3 separate regions of the Zea mays genome follow, and regions 1 and 2 are each linked to region 3. A link is a contact called in public Hi-C data. All regions are on one chromosome and are shown on one strand. Each heading gives the region's core, a stretch centred on a gene start, on an enhancer-like site or on the middle of the called end of the contact. The rest is flanking DNA. Distances are from core to core; before and after follow the strand shown. Region 1 overlaps LOC103652837 (zinc-finger homeodomain protein 4). Region 2 holds the start of LOC100277620. Region 3 overlaps LOC100192074.

The links. A called contact is a pair of places that touch in the nucleus more often than the background predicts.
Region 1: a contact with region 3 is called in a Hi-C map of tassel, with 4 times the contacts expected there. The contact joins two enhancer-like sites. A contact is called at or near these places in 2 of 25 Hi-C or Micro-C datasets (ear and tassel).
Region 2: a Hi-C map of tassel shows a contact between it and region 3, with 1.7 times the contacts expected there. The contact joins the promoter of LOC100277620 here to the enhancer-like site in region 3. A contact is called at or near these places in 2 of 25 Hi-C or Micro-C datasets (ear and tassel).

What each region holds. Positions count from the first base shown.
Region 1 is chr4:12,322,509-12,327,562 of Zm-B73-REFERENCE-NAM-5.0, forward strand. The region is part of intron 1 of LOC103652837 (zinc-finger homeodomain protein 4); the gene reads right to left. Among protein-coding and RNA genes, the nearest start is that of LOC103652837, 16 kb to the right of the region's middle. Within about 2 kb of position 3,578, at least 16 of the 20 cell types and tissues checked have an H3K27ac peak or open chromatin away from gene starts, as enhancers often do. A contact at or near this core is called in tassel, where this site is marked.
Region 2 is chr4:12,656,770-12,661,895 of Zm-B73-REFERENCE-NAM-5.0, forward strand. LOC100277620 reads right to left here and starts at 2,903. Exons shown (of 3, transcript NM_001374019.1): 1 at 2,592-2,903; 2 at 2,062-2,317. The coding sequence starts at 2,758.
Region 3 is chr4:12,489,066-12,493,449 of Zm-B73-REFERENCE-NAM-5.0, forward strand. LOC100192074 reads right to left here. Exons shown (of 5, transcript NM_001365511.1): 4 at 2,139-2,265; 5 at 1,450-2,035. The coding sequence ends at 1,751. Among protein-coding and RNA genes, the nearest start is that of LOC100192074, 24 kb to the right of the region's middle. Within about 2 kb of position 1,921, at least 6 of the 20 cell types and tissues checked have an H3K27ac peak or open chromatin away from gene starts, as enhancers often do. A contact at or near this core is called in tassel, where this site is marked.

The DNA of each region.
Region 1 (5,054 bases), core at 2,328-4,827, 160 kb before region 3:
CGCATGATGGAATCATCTGCGGCTATATATTATATATCACCTTGCTGCATGGGAATTAGATTCCCCACACACCCCCCTTTTTTTCCGTGTGGGAGGGAGAAAGGTCCTAATCACTTCTTTTGGTGGTGAATATTATAAAGTGCCGCCTAAGCATGCAAAGCGCACGCAGAATGATCTTTAGGGTACATACAAGACGCCCTACTTTTTCTTTCTATCAACTGAATGTCCCCCCATAGATCACAAGGAATGTCCATTCTTTCCTCCATGAGATCTTTAGAACAATATATAAGGCTGGATGATCCAGGAATATCTGTCTCCCAAGGGGAAAAGCTTAAAGGCACACAACCTTAGCTTTCTCTGTATTATTATTATTATTATTATTATTATTATTATTATTATTATTATTATTATTATTATTATTATTATTATTATTATTATTATTATTATTATTATTATTATTATTATTATTATTATTATTATAAAAGAAATAAATTTCCTTTCCTTTTCCCCTCCCTTGTTTTCATGCATGCCTGGCTCGTTCCTAGCCTCGGCAGGCTCAGCTCTCGTACGTAATGCAATAATCACTAGTACAGAGAAGCTCTATACTGACGGTCCTAAACATATTTACAGTGACGTTTTTCGTAACCGCCAGTGCTAGAGGTCAGTAGAAATCATCATTTTTACAGGCGGGTAACTGAAGACCGCCAGTGAAAATCGATTTTCACTGGCGGTCGACGTAATAAAACCGCCAGTGAAAATCGATTTTCACTGGCGGTCGACATAATAAAACCGCCAGTGCAAATCGTTTCCAGAAAACATAAAACAGATTTTAAAAATAGTAAAAAAATTTATAGTCGCAAGTCGCGACATTTTTCGCGCAAAATTCGCGCGCTACGCGGTTGTTAGGAATCGAACCGTAGACCTCACCCTTGCGCGTACCCTCCACTACCACTCCGTCTATGACATGACTTGTGTCTAGTTTGTAGTTGTTTTCTCCACATATTACAACCATTTGAGTGTAAATTGCTTATTTGAGACCCTAAACGAATTCAAATAAAAAAGTTGTCAACTACAAAGATAAATAACTTTTGAAGTTCTACAACTTTTATTTTGACACTTTTTTCATCCGAGGTAGTTTGCAAAATTTGAATTTTAAATTTGACATACTTAGATTCAATTTTTGAGAACCGAAATGAGTTCAAATAAAAAAGTTGTCAACTACAAAGTTTCATAACTTTTAGAGATCTACAACTTTTATTTTGGTGGTTTTATCATACGAGGTCGTTTGAAAAACTCGAAAAATTAAGGATAAAAATGATTTCTAGTGGCGGTTCCTTAAGAAAACCGCCACTAGAAATCGTATTTTTACTGGCGGTTCCTTAAGAAAACCGCCACTACAAATCATGGATTTCTACTAGCGGTTTTCTTAAGGAACCGCCAGTAGAAATACGATTTCTAGTGGCGGTTTTCTTAAGGAACCGCCACTAAAAATAGCACAGTCGGTGGATAACCGGATCCGCCTGTAAAAATATATGGGTGCCGCAGGCTTTGAGCCTTTTTGTACTAGTGAATGGGCATTTTTGCCTGGCCTTTCGTTTTTCTCCCACTGGCCTTGCATATCCCTATCACTTTATTCCTCGATATCCAGCTGCTTTATTCTCACTTAAACCTCGCTCATTCTAGCTACTTTTGCAGACCTTCGATCTGTGCATCTTTGTTTTGCTTGATAATTTTCCTTTTGTTTGTTGGCACTATGTCTGTCTGATGTTATTTCACTGAGTATTTAATTACTGAAAAGTGTCAGCGAAATTCTACTGTGCCTGCAGTATATGTTAAGAATATATATGACGCTTTCTTAGATAATGGAAGGACATCAAGCATCATCACCACAAGTGAGAAAACCAGACCAATGCAAAATTATTATTACAGGGCATAAAAGCTTAAAACAAAAACAGTGTCATATATGTATTCATATTTTATTTATTTATGCGTGATGTGCATTGCATACCAACGGGGACAAATTTATTTATGTATGGATCCCTTTTGTGTATCTAAATACTCCCTCCGTTTTATTCTACTGTTCGTTTTAGCACCAAATTTTTGTGTCTATATTCAAATAGATGAAAATAAATCTAGACACATATATAAAATATATACATTAAATATTTTACGAATTTACTAACACCTTAAAATGAATATTATTTTGGGACGGAGGGAGTAAATTTTAGGTTGCTGAATTCAGGATTGAAGAGTTGTCATGTCAATGACAAACATATGTTGTTGTATTTCCCAAGTGATATTTAACTCCCACTTTAGAATTTCTGAATCTGCTTGGGTTCATGCCAAGTTGAAGTTGGGCCCGTATGGGCTCCGATTATGATCGTTTTGGGCAAGGACTGGGTAGGTGCTACAGCTGAGAATCACGCCGGTTGAATGTTTCAACCTACGTGCCATTTCAACCCTAGTCACAGGGGCGAAGCCAGGATTCGAAGGCAGAGGGGGCAGGCTTAGCCTCTAAGCGACTAAATTAGAAAGGACACAATATAAAAATGGCAAGGGAACCAACCATAATATATATATTGATATATAATCTTCATTAAAAACAGTATAATAAAACAACATCTATTTTGTCAAACAAAATAAAATTACATCTCAGTTATTTTGAATTTAGCTCTACGTGTATTAGCTAGATCATAGACCTTGATAATATCATCAGAACAAATCATTGCCGCTAATTCCCTTTCAATATAAACGACCAGATAATCTCGTAAATAAGCATCTCCCATTTTGCTTCGAAGACGTGTCTTCACAAATTTCATAGCTGAAAAGGCTCTCTTTGTGGTCGCAGTTGACACATGAAGAGTTAAGAGTAATCTCAATAATTTATCTACCATCGGATAAGAAGAATCTTTACCCAGCTTAACTAATCCACTTGTTAAATCAGCCAAAGATGATAAACCCTTTAGTTCTGGATAGTTGCAAACATCAAGTTGAAAATGTGGCAATTGGCACTCTAATTGCATTCTTTTTTTATTTGAGAAATCTGTAGGATAATACTTTTCCATTAGAGAGCATACCTTTTCCATGTCAAAAGAGCCAAGTACTAGATTAAAGGAAGCACAAAGTGATAAAAGGTCCGTCGTGTGTTGATGGAAAAATTAAGGGTTTCAGGCTACTAAATAATAAACTGCCAGTAAGATAATAGGCTATAGGATACATTAATCTGACTTGGGGGTGCCATGCCCACTCCGGCACCCCTGGTGGCTTCGCCACTGCCTAGTCATTAACCGATCTAATTGGCGCAACAACTGTCATATTGTGCATATTCGTTTGGATTTAATCCATATCGTCTTCTACTGCTTCTATAACAATATTTTTGTCAATATAAATTACAGCTACAACAATTCCAATAACTGACTTTAATCTGAAGCGAACAACGCGAAATGGTGGGGTCAAATAATGAGGGGCTACATGCGGATGCTGAAGAGCGGAGTTCGTGAGATCGGGTGTGGACTGTGGAGCACCGCAGCGCGGCCTTGGATCTGGCCTTGTTAATTGTCATATGGGTCAAGGGCTCAAGGCAAGGGCTGAAGCTTAAAGGTTGTCATATGGATTTTGGACTCGGTTGATCTCTCTGGGAATTAGGCCCACGGGGAGCCCAGGCAGCCCCCTTGGATCTGGCCTTGTTAATTGTTCATTGTTTCGTTCTTAACATTTTAATTTGGTTTATAAAATATATGTGTTGCTTCGTGCAAGAAAATCTTTATAAAATACATTTTTTATTTCCGAATACCATAGATTTCAATTACTGGAGTTTTTCTTTGTTTATCTCGATATATATTTTAAATAATGGAGCATGACGACATTTCCTTTATACTCCATTCATCAGCCAAAAGTTTTTATTCCAGGATTCAAATTTTGTCCCACGTATATAAACTCGACTGTATATACCTTTTCTCTATTTGACCGATCCCACATATGCATGCAAACTTTTTAACTATAGCTGCATGCACAAATAACTAAGGTCAAAGGCAATTAACCATCTAACAAGTAACAAGCCATCTTTAATTCTTTATATAGAAAATGTCTAATAAATAAGGATAACATATTAACATGGTAATTTGAGTCCCACGCTAATCTGTTTGAGACTGTCTTGAATTGTATGGTTTTTAGGAGTGGTAGTATAATATTAACTAAATGTCTTCTTGATAACACTTCATTCCTAAGACGAAATTTTTTCCTAATTATTATGGTTTTGTTATGATAGTATAAATTCCTCGAAGGTTATATAATTTGAAGTGGACCCAAGCGCAATCAACATTCTGCAATTGTTTGGATCAACTCGCTAAAATTTAGTTCCTACACAATCCTTTTAGTTGTTCCAACCTAGTTAAACTCAACTAAAACATGAGTAATGACTAAATTACCCTTCTGTTTTTTCATGTCCATATAATTGCGCTAAATACAAATAAGGAGAACGCGATAAATAAACATCAATTAAGTAAAGAATCCAAACGACCCCAACTAAACATTAGCTGGTCAAATTAGTTTATTAAAGTTTACCTAGACTGAATCTAAATATGACCTTTGTTAGGATATAGAGTTTTATGTGGGTTAAAGGATACTCCTAGTCAAACCTTTAAAATTGATTTTTATTGATGTTTTCGATAAATGAAGCTCTATTAATCTTAGACAATTATATCAAGATGATACAAGATTACTAAGATTACTCCGGGCCTCTACACACTAAGGTGTACACAGCCAAACAAAGAGAGAGAGAAAAGAAAAAAAAGGAGAAACATACTCATCTCAAAGCGAGCTAACACTCACAACATAATCTTGAAGCCAACTACTAACCAGGCAAAACAAGAACTGAGATTGAGGCTCTCTTAGCAACGTCTTTAGGAAGAATAAGACATACGTTTTTCGATGACCCAACCAAAAAATGTCAGATCAAAGGTTTTCAATCAAGAGAAAAGACTCTCGATACTTTAGACAATGCCTTCATCAAGGTCAATGCTAAGCACAACCAACTAACATTAGACCTAGAGATT
Region 2 (5,126 bases), core at 1,653-4,152, 170 kb after region 3:
TATTATAGTATATAAGTTTTGATCGACTGACTTTAAGCTTGGTGAAACTAGTAGTTTGGTGGCTTAATTAACACAACGTGTCTAGTTTCTTTGTGTCTGGACTGGACGGGAACGGGCGGCAAATGCATGTGGCTCTCAACGTGCATGCAGTCACATGCATGCCAGCATCGCACGCATCTACGGCTATTATATACGGATTACTACTGTATTACTAACCATGCATGTACAGCTCCCCCCAAAAAAAAATTGTATTAACTGTCTTTCTGGTGCATCATGCGCAACCGTGTTATAAAATGTGGGCTCACTAGTCACTAGTTCCGCTAGTACTCCCATGCTACTGCTGCTGCTCTGTTCCTTGACGACCGTTTCTTGTAACTGAACATCGATGGACAGGTGTCAGACGCTGAACATGCCATGTGCAAGTTAATGTGCGTGGCCGGCATGCATAGCGACAGCTCGGCGTCTTAGCTGTTGGGGGCCGGTTTTCAACTGTTTTTCTTCGACTCTTCTAGCCTCCTGTTATTAGGGGTGACCTTGCCCAACCTCTAAAAACACTTAGGGTGCGTTTGGTTACAATGACATGACGGGATGGGACGGGACGATCCATCAAATAAGGTTGTTTGGTTCAGGGTCAGAGGTTAGGACAAGACTATCCCAGTGTTGTCCCCAGTTATCCCTCAAAATTGGAGGGACGAGAGAGGACGGCAGGGGACGTCCCTGTCCTGGCTGTCCCGCAACCAAACACACCTTAGTCTATCTCAGGTAGATCTTCTATTCTATTCTCTATCTTATCTTTTATTTTAAACCTAACTCTATAAATAATATCATTAGTTATGTATCTCATATTTTACACAACCTTGCCCCCCCCTCAGTCCCTACCAATGTAGTAGTACATAGTACATACACATTCCGTAGTTGTTATTGCAATTGTTGTGCCCTATAATTATTTGTAGCCCTACCCTAAACGTTATGTCTTCATAACAAATAAAGCTCATTTCCAAAATAAATATATTATTGCGCTGTCCACTGAAAGAGCACTCAAAGAAAGGCTTTAAGAATCTCTCGTGTCGCAAGGTGATTGGTAAGTGTAGTTTCCGGGTCACCGTTGGATATATGGACGGTGCCTGCTAGCTACAATACATAAAGGCTTTAAGAATCACACGGGTGTAATATATGTCGCGCTCGCACGCAGCACGGATTCCTTCACCGCGGTGTGCATGCGTTTTAATTTGGTTTTATTTATTCACACGGGTGTATATCACGAGCGACAATTACTTACTGCCATATGACCTAGAACAGTTTTTTTCCCATTTCGTTCACACCCGGCACTTACGTGCCAACAACTTGGTACTGTAGTATAGTAGTTTCATGTTTCGCCGACAACTTAGGTAGTTTGTCGTTTGGGGTTTTTTTTTGGGAAGAAGAGGAGCGGAGGAGAGAGAGATTTCCGTTCTCACGAATCCTTTCTAATTCTACTTTTGTTACCGAACCAGTCGACTAAAATCTCCTTGCTATTGAAACATCCTCCTTGTAGGGAAAAAATACTCTGCCTATGTATGGCCAATGTAAAACACGTTTGTTTAACTAATGACAGACTTGGGTAGATCTGCTGCATAATTTCTATTCGGATGAAGCAAATAGTACTCGAAATTGACCTATAGAGTACGTGCTAGTCCTAGAGCAAAGTTAGCAAAGCAAACCAGCTAGGTCGCTAGCCGTTCATCAACCACAACCAAGGCCCATCATGGCAACAGATCGATATGGAACCCAAAGTCTTCGATTTGCGGAAACCTTCCGTTGTGCTAACGATCACTTCATCAGCTTTTGTCTTTTTATATTTGGCCCAAAGTATCAAATTAACAAGCGATTTCCTATCCTACTTCAAATGGAAACGGAAAAGAAACCTTTGGACTGATTCAAATATAATCAGTTTGCTCAAACTCTTCATCAATTATATATATAGTTGCTAGTATAATACTACCACTCGTAGATTAACAATTACGAATATATAGTAATAATAACGAATATACGCATGCAAGTAGTGTCTGTGTGTGTGTGTACCTTGGCGGCGTCGACGGCGCTGGCGGCGGCCACGAACTGCTCCGGCGAGACGTCCTGCAGCAGCCACCTGCTCCGGAAGACGTGCGCGGGCCCCGTCCGCCGCTTGGATATCTCGACGCCGTTGTGGTACACCAGCACCTTCCACCCGTCGTCGTCGCCGCCGCGGCCGGAGTCCGACGACGCCGCCAGCAGCTCCTGGATGCAGCTCTCGCTCGCGTAGCTCACGTACCTCCGCAGCGAGTCCTCGCTGATGGACCTGCATGACCGATCGATCGATCGATCCAGCACGCATATGCATCATCAGGCTACTTAGTTTGACCAAGCGATGATGAATTAATTAATTAAAGGACACTGACACACTGTAAGCTGCTGGAGTAGTAGACAATGGTTTCTTAGGTGATCGGTAGGCGATGATTAGAGCAAATAAATGCGACCTATGTATGTATATCTAGGAAGAACAAAGAGAAGGGAAAAAAAAGATGGACACGATGGAATGCGAAATGGTTTTGGTCTCAGAATAGAATGCCCACCATGATCTGGAGCAGGCAGGTCCGGAAGGGGAGGGCAGAGAGCCGCCGCCGCTCATGCTGCTGGCTCTGCTCTCTGGGCTCTGAAACCCGCCGCCGCCGCCAGCAGCAGCAGCCTGCGCCTGCGACGATACGCCGATGACTGAATGCGAAGGAAATATGGAACACATGGAGGGTTTTTTTCTCTCTTCTTTTCCTTTTTTTTTTCCAGTGGCGCGCGGCGGGAGAGAAGAGATGAGGTTTGTGGGGGGAGGGAGAAATAAATAGTAAGTACAGCTTTAAAGCCAGGCCCGGTGGAAGGTGTGTGTGTGCTTGCTGGTGAGGTGTTGGAATGGAACGGAGCAGGTGTGAGGCCTTTATAGGAACGGAGACCTCGAGAGGTGGGGTTAAGATGAAACGGAGGTGGAGGCAGATGGCAGTGATTGCCCCCACGTGGAGGGTGGCAGTGCTGACAGAGAGGGCGGTGGTGGAGTCAAGCGCAAGCGCAAGCGCGGCAGACAGAGCATGGGGAAGGAAACGGATGGGAGATTGGGGGGAAGAAGAATGCATGCATGGGAGAGTAGAACTGCCACGGTGATCAAGTTTTTTTTTTCTTTTACAAGAATCACATGGAGTTATGGATTTTCAATTTTTTTTATTTTTCCTTGTATGCATATTATATCGAGGCCTTGTCGGTCAGACAGCAAGGGAAATTCTTTTCATACCCATAACGGTCCTTAACGAATCGGTCGTAGGTGTTAGACTATGCAGCGGTACCAAAAACTCACCCTTTGCCGCACACCCCAGATTAAGGGCACGTCCTCTTTTCTCTATTTTTATATTCTAAACTACGAATTAAACACAGATTTAGTATATATATATATATATATATATATATATATATATATATATATATATATATATATACTATTTTAGACTATGACAAATACATATATAGAAAAATCTAATCTAAAATATATTAGGAATAGGATGTATTGTGCAGGGATGAATTTAGATGGCGTCGCTACAGGAGCAGAGGACCTAGAATTTAAGGGGAAAGAATCTTTTAGAGAATGCTGAAAAAGTAAAATTTAGTTCTTATTCTTGTGCCAAAAAGAATCGCACTTTTAACAACTACTCTATGTGGGTTCTCAATAAGTAGATTTCTTGATTTTTTTTTATAAATTATTTTTGAAAATTAAGTACAATTTATAAAAATCATTAAAATTGCTTATATCAAATTAGTATCGTTATAGATTTCGTAATGTATAACCTTTAATAATATATTGGTAATAACCAAGAAATATGCGCTTAATGGAAAGGATGATTCTTTGCCTTTGGTGCATGGTCATAATGGGATGAACCAAAGGGAAGGTTTTCCGCACATGGTATGTTGGCAAACCAAACCTACTCTGCAAAGTAAAGAATTGGGCTTTTTATTAGGTGACCAAACTGTATCTGTGTATCTGATGATAAAGAAAAAAAGGTGATGAAAAGAAGGCCGGCCGGACGGACGGGGTTAGCTAGATAGATGATCGGTTTCGGGGGGCACTTGTCTTTGTTCGTGTGGGGTTTTGGGCATAATTAATACACCTTCTCATTGCGCACACATGTGTGTGCCAACGAGGCTCCGAGAGGAGTAATCATGCCACGTCAGAAGGAACAGGACCATTAATTAGGACCTTTTCGATGAAGGGTCCAAGGCACTGCAACCACATGGATGCAATTGGCGTGCTTTAATTTTGGAGGGGAAGGTGAAAGCTAGATGCTTTGGCCGAAGGATCCAAATTAATGATACTTTTTTTTTACTAGCCGGCTGAATGGCTGATGATAGATCTAGTAGGCTGGTTCACTTGCTTCTACGGTCTGGTTTTTATTTTTACTGGAAACTGAGGCCAAGATAATGATAATGTTTATGAAAGATATTCTACCAATTAACCCTGCTTCTTGCCAACAGTCATTCTCAAGGACAGTATTGACTAGTAGGCGGTAGCCATCCATGACTGACGACAGACAGGCAACACATAGCACGTAGTCTTAATTAGCTGCGCTACGGACAGGGGCAGTACTCCTGTACACTTAAAACAGCGCATGCAGTAGCACGAAGCTGTTGTTGGGGAAAACGTTGAAAGTCTTGTAAACCAAGAGAGAGCTGTTATCAAGTGACCATTACCGAAACTGAACCTTTTGCTGCTTGCTATCCTTGGTACCCAGCTAACAGGTCATGGCACGCGACCCTCCTTCGACGATTTAAGAGTTGTTCGTTTGTCCAAGAATGGACGAGAATTAGTTCCAGCCCATCAAAACTTATACAAATTATAGAAGCAATCCCGCTAAAATTCGTCCCACCCGTGAAAACCGAGCAAAGCCTTTACTCGGAATCTGTTGTCCTAGACTTGGGCTTATATGACATGTTTTTCAAGAACTAAGGTTATAATATAAAATAAGCACACATCTTTTGCTTCAATGCGTTGACAACAAAAATCACTCATTTTATAAAGCTGTAAATTTTTTTATACTCCACCGTTGCGTTTCTCATCAATATGGTAGAAAAAACAT
Region 3 (4,384 bases), core at 671-3,170:
TAAAACAAAAATATTGTTAGAGTTTTCTTTTTTGTTTGTAGTAGGTGGATCATTTGTTTGTTGCATCATTCGACTCTAAGCTCCTTAAGTTTCTTTAAAACAAAAATATTGTCATCACCGATATCATTTTATTTCATACACTCACTCACAAGCTTCCTGCCCCTTAACTGACGGGTTGGGGAGTCCGTTTGTCAGATTGTGGTCGATAGATTCCTACCAAGCTACCAGATGCAGCACAAGAACAAGAAGCAGTGGGTGGACACTACACCCGGCACGTCCCGTAGACGCCTCCCGCCGTTTCGATCTCGAGCGCAGACACACACGGCAGCGAGTAAGGCTTTGTTCGTTTCTGCCGGATTGGTGGGTCGGAACGATTCCTGACCGAATTGCTTCTCTAATTTATATAAACTTTGATTAGCTGGAACGATTCCGGGTGCAATCCGACGGAAACGAACAAGACCTAAGGGCAGCAAAGTTCCGCGTCCCAGAGAGGGACGGACATGATGGTCTCAGGAGGAACCTACGGCACAGACCAAAGCTAGGTGTCATCCCTCGCGCACGATGTGCCGAGCCACCGAGGTGTCGAGGACGACATCATTTGAGGACCTGAAGATGATTGCGTTCGGATCATGAGCGCACTGCCGATAGGGCGCCCGTAAAGGCACCCCCATGTTCTAGTGAATCATAATGGGTGTGTTTGGTTTGAGGAATTGAGTGATCCATCTTTTTCTCACTCCTCACATTTTTATTTAGTTTGAGAAATAGAATGAGTTGATCCATCACCACCATATTCCTTATAAGCTAATAATTATATATATATAAGAAGTGGGTTGATTTTACCAAAATTGATGGAATGAACTTATGATGCATCACCTCATTAAGCATTGGGTGACTCCACAAACCAAACACACTAAATATCTACTGCCCAAAACATCAAACCCATTGTTGTCGACGGGATATGGTCTTTTGGAACGCCTAGGGGAGGGTGGAAAATGAAATGAAGGCGCCGAAACAGAACACGAGGATAAACTTGGACAAGTCAAAAAGGCGAGGTTGGCAGAGTGGAAGATAAAGCTTGGCAAGCTGCAAACTGGACAGGGACATGAACACAGAAAGCAGACCGTGATCGATGCAGATATATGATTCTAAAATACACAGGGCATACGCCCTGATGCAGTCCTCTCTCCTACCAATCTGTATGCTATGTTCCATTGACAAGCTGCAGCACAGCAAAAGTCAAACCCACCACCAAGCACCATTCCCAGAAAGTATGCAAAGATATACGCTGCTGGATGGAAAGATGGCGCAGCAATACGTCTCAAAATCTAGAGAATCTAGAGAGGATAGGGCATACAACATACTTGGGAAACTGCAACTGGGGAGACAAAACCACAGGTGCGAGCAAAATAGACTTGAAGTTAATTAATTTGTAAACATGGTTGGCGTTTCATACGAATGCTAACACATTTTTTAACAAACTAACATGAGTGATACATAATGCACAACTTAGATCTAAAACAGTTTGAGTTCAGCACAGGCGCCCTGGGAGAAGATTGAAGAAATACAGGCTACTACAATTAGTTGCTAGTTACTAACAATAGATCTAGAACGTCTTTGACATACTACAGCAAACAGCACATCAAGACCCTACAGCTGGTCCTACACTGAAAGCAACAACCATCGGGCATTCGGTCCCCATGTGGGTGTTTTACATCAAGTCAGGCATGAGAGATGGATATATCCAGCATCATCATGCTCGGGCTCTCTTGCCACTACCGCTGCAGTTCGGACACTTGTAGTGCTTGATGTGTTCGGCCTTGGCAGGAGTGATCTTGACACACTTGCCATGGAACCAAGTCTCGCACGCATCGCAGCATATCCAGAACTCATCCTGTCCGTAGTTGTCACCACAAGAACCACACAGCGTGTTTTCGTGATCTTCCTCTTCCTCCTCTTCCTCGCCTCCGCTGTCATCCTCATCCTTCGGAGGTGGCATCTTCGAACCCCTTGAGTTGGGTTCTGGCTGGCGTGGCGGCTGTATGTATGTGTGTTTTGTGCCAAAATAATAGTAGAATGAAGTTTTAGGAGGTTAATTATGGCAAAAGAAATAGTTAAAAGAAGAATCCAGCCAATCATACTTTTGGGCCAGCTTTATTGCTCTTGCTGCTGCTTTTCGGAGTTTTCTCCTTGGTTTGCTTCTTGGCAGTTCCCGTGACAACTTCATATATTGTAGGGAGGTTATTAATCATGACAAAAAGGCGCTTCCTGCAGCAATTTCACAAAAAAAAACGATTACATGTTAGCTAACTGTGAATGTTACAAAATCCAACAAATTGCTTTAGACCATAGAATAGTAGAACGCCTAGAATGTTGTAGCTGTAAGAAAAATATTCTGGCTGAATAAAAGAATAAACATTTTCTATCTTATCATTTACATAAAGAAATCTAAGGTACACCAGAAGGCTTCTGCCTAATGATTTGCATCGACATCTGATACACACAAGAAGCATCACGTATAACCAAAAATCAACAGAAAAGATCAACATGTATGAGTATGAAAGCATTAGTTTCAAAGCTCAGGGACATATAATTGAATTACTCAATGAGATTCTCCACCCTGTTACCAGAGATAATTTAAGTGCAGCAGAGCTTATTATTTCAAAACAATCAGGGTGAGATTATCTATTGCTAGGATTTTTCCAATCTGGGGAGAGAATTTTCTCTATTTAAGTGGTAAGAGAGATTCCCATCGGATGGAAACAGAACACTTCCTATCTGCATGACTGCTTGAGACAGATGGACACGAGAATTGAGGTAATGTTTAAAGAAGACCTTCGCAAACCTCAAGACAATTATTTAACAAACTAGTAAATTAGAAGCCCAGTAACCTTAACATGAATTTGAAAATGTCAAGGTCACTCACAAAAAAGTATATAAAAATTGAATATTTGCAGACTAGAAGTAGATAACTCAAATTAAATGTTTTGTTCTGATGTAAACTCAAATTCAATAAACCCAACACTTTTCACTTGAGATAGCAATGGAGGACAGCCTCCATGATATCTACCATTGTTTTCTGTAGCTTTCATAGAACACTACAACTAATCAATGCTAAAATAAACTAATTCTGAAACAGAGGAATACAGGGCTGAACATGATTACCAAATTAACAATGTGCTACTAAAGTTACTTCGACCACTTCTCAGTTAACTTTAGCACCAAGGTACAAACTAGAATTACATCCCAGTAGTTCAACCAAAAGAAGAACAGGTGGTATCTTTTTCCTTTTTTGTATAAAGAAAAAAAAGTACAGCCCACAACTTGAGGGCTTATTTCGGAGTAAGGATAATGGAGAGGATTGAGGGGGCTAAAATCGCCCACTATTCAATTTTAAATAGTGAGGGATTTCTAGCCCCCTCATTCCCCTCCACTCCACTTGCTCCCAAACAAGCCTTAAAGAGTTATCCTAACAAACTGTGAGAAAAGGACATTATCATTAACTGGTTTCCAAGCCTTATGATTTCAAAGGTAGAGTAGTTTTGCACCAACACTACATTCATACAATAGAAGCTCAATCCCATAATGAAGACAATGTTTGGATGACAGTCAGCTGGTCAGAGCTCCCAAAACTATCATGAATTAATGACTGAAAGCTTTATCCTAACGTTTCATGATAGATTAAGGGCTTGTTTGGTTCGCTGCCTAACTTTTTCTGCATAAGGTTAGTTCTTCAATTCGGACGACTAACCTTAGACAAAGTATGACATAGTTAGCCATGAACCAAACAGGCCCTAAGCTCTTAAATGCAAACAATTGGAAAAGCAAAGAGAAACAACCATACACAGTAACTGTGTGGATTCATATCTAAGGGGAACCAACAGGAGACGGTCAAGACAGGTGATTGATGGGTGAGTAGATGTATCAAATGACACTTGAAAACAAATGAAACAACAAGACCAACATATACATTGAGTAGAATTATCACAATAAGGAACAATGTTATCAAATCATCTAGTCAATCCTAGTTGCCTTGGGACCGACCAGTTGATTAGTTGTAGACCACCCTGGTCAGTCCTAATCGTCCTATATATCAGGACTACCAAATATAATCTAATATCATGTATGTTTTGGAGTACAAATCAAGCATAAAGATAACTCTAGGGTAGTGGCTGCATGCCTGTAACACCCAAAACCTTGTTTTGGATTTTATTTTATTTTATTTAAAAAAAAAACTTTCCAAAGGTCTTCTTTTATAATGTCTTCTAAAAGAGTTTTCTTACCTCTAAAAGTTATATCTTCTAAAAAACAAACGTGGCTTCTAATAAAATATTAAATAAAATGACCCCTATAAAGAAGGAAAGCATCCTTTGTTGCATTATAAATT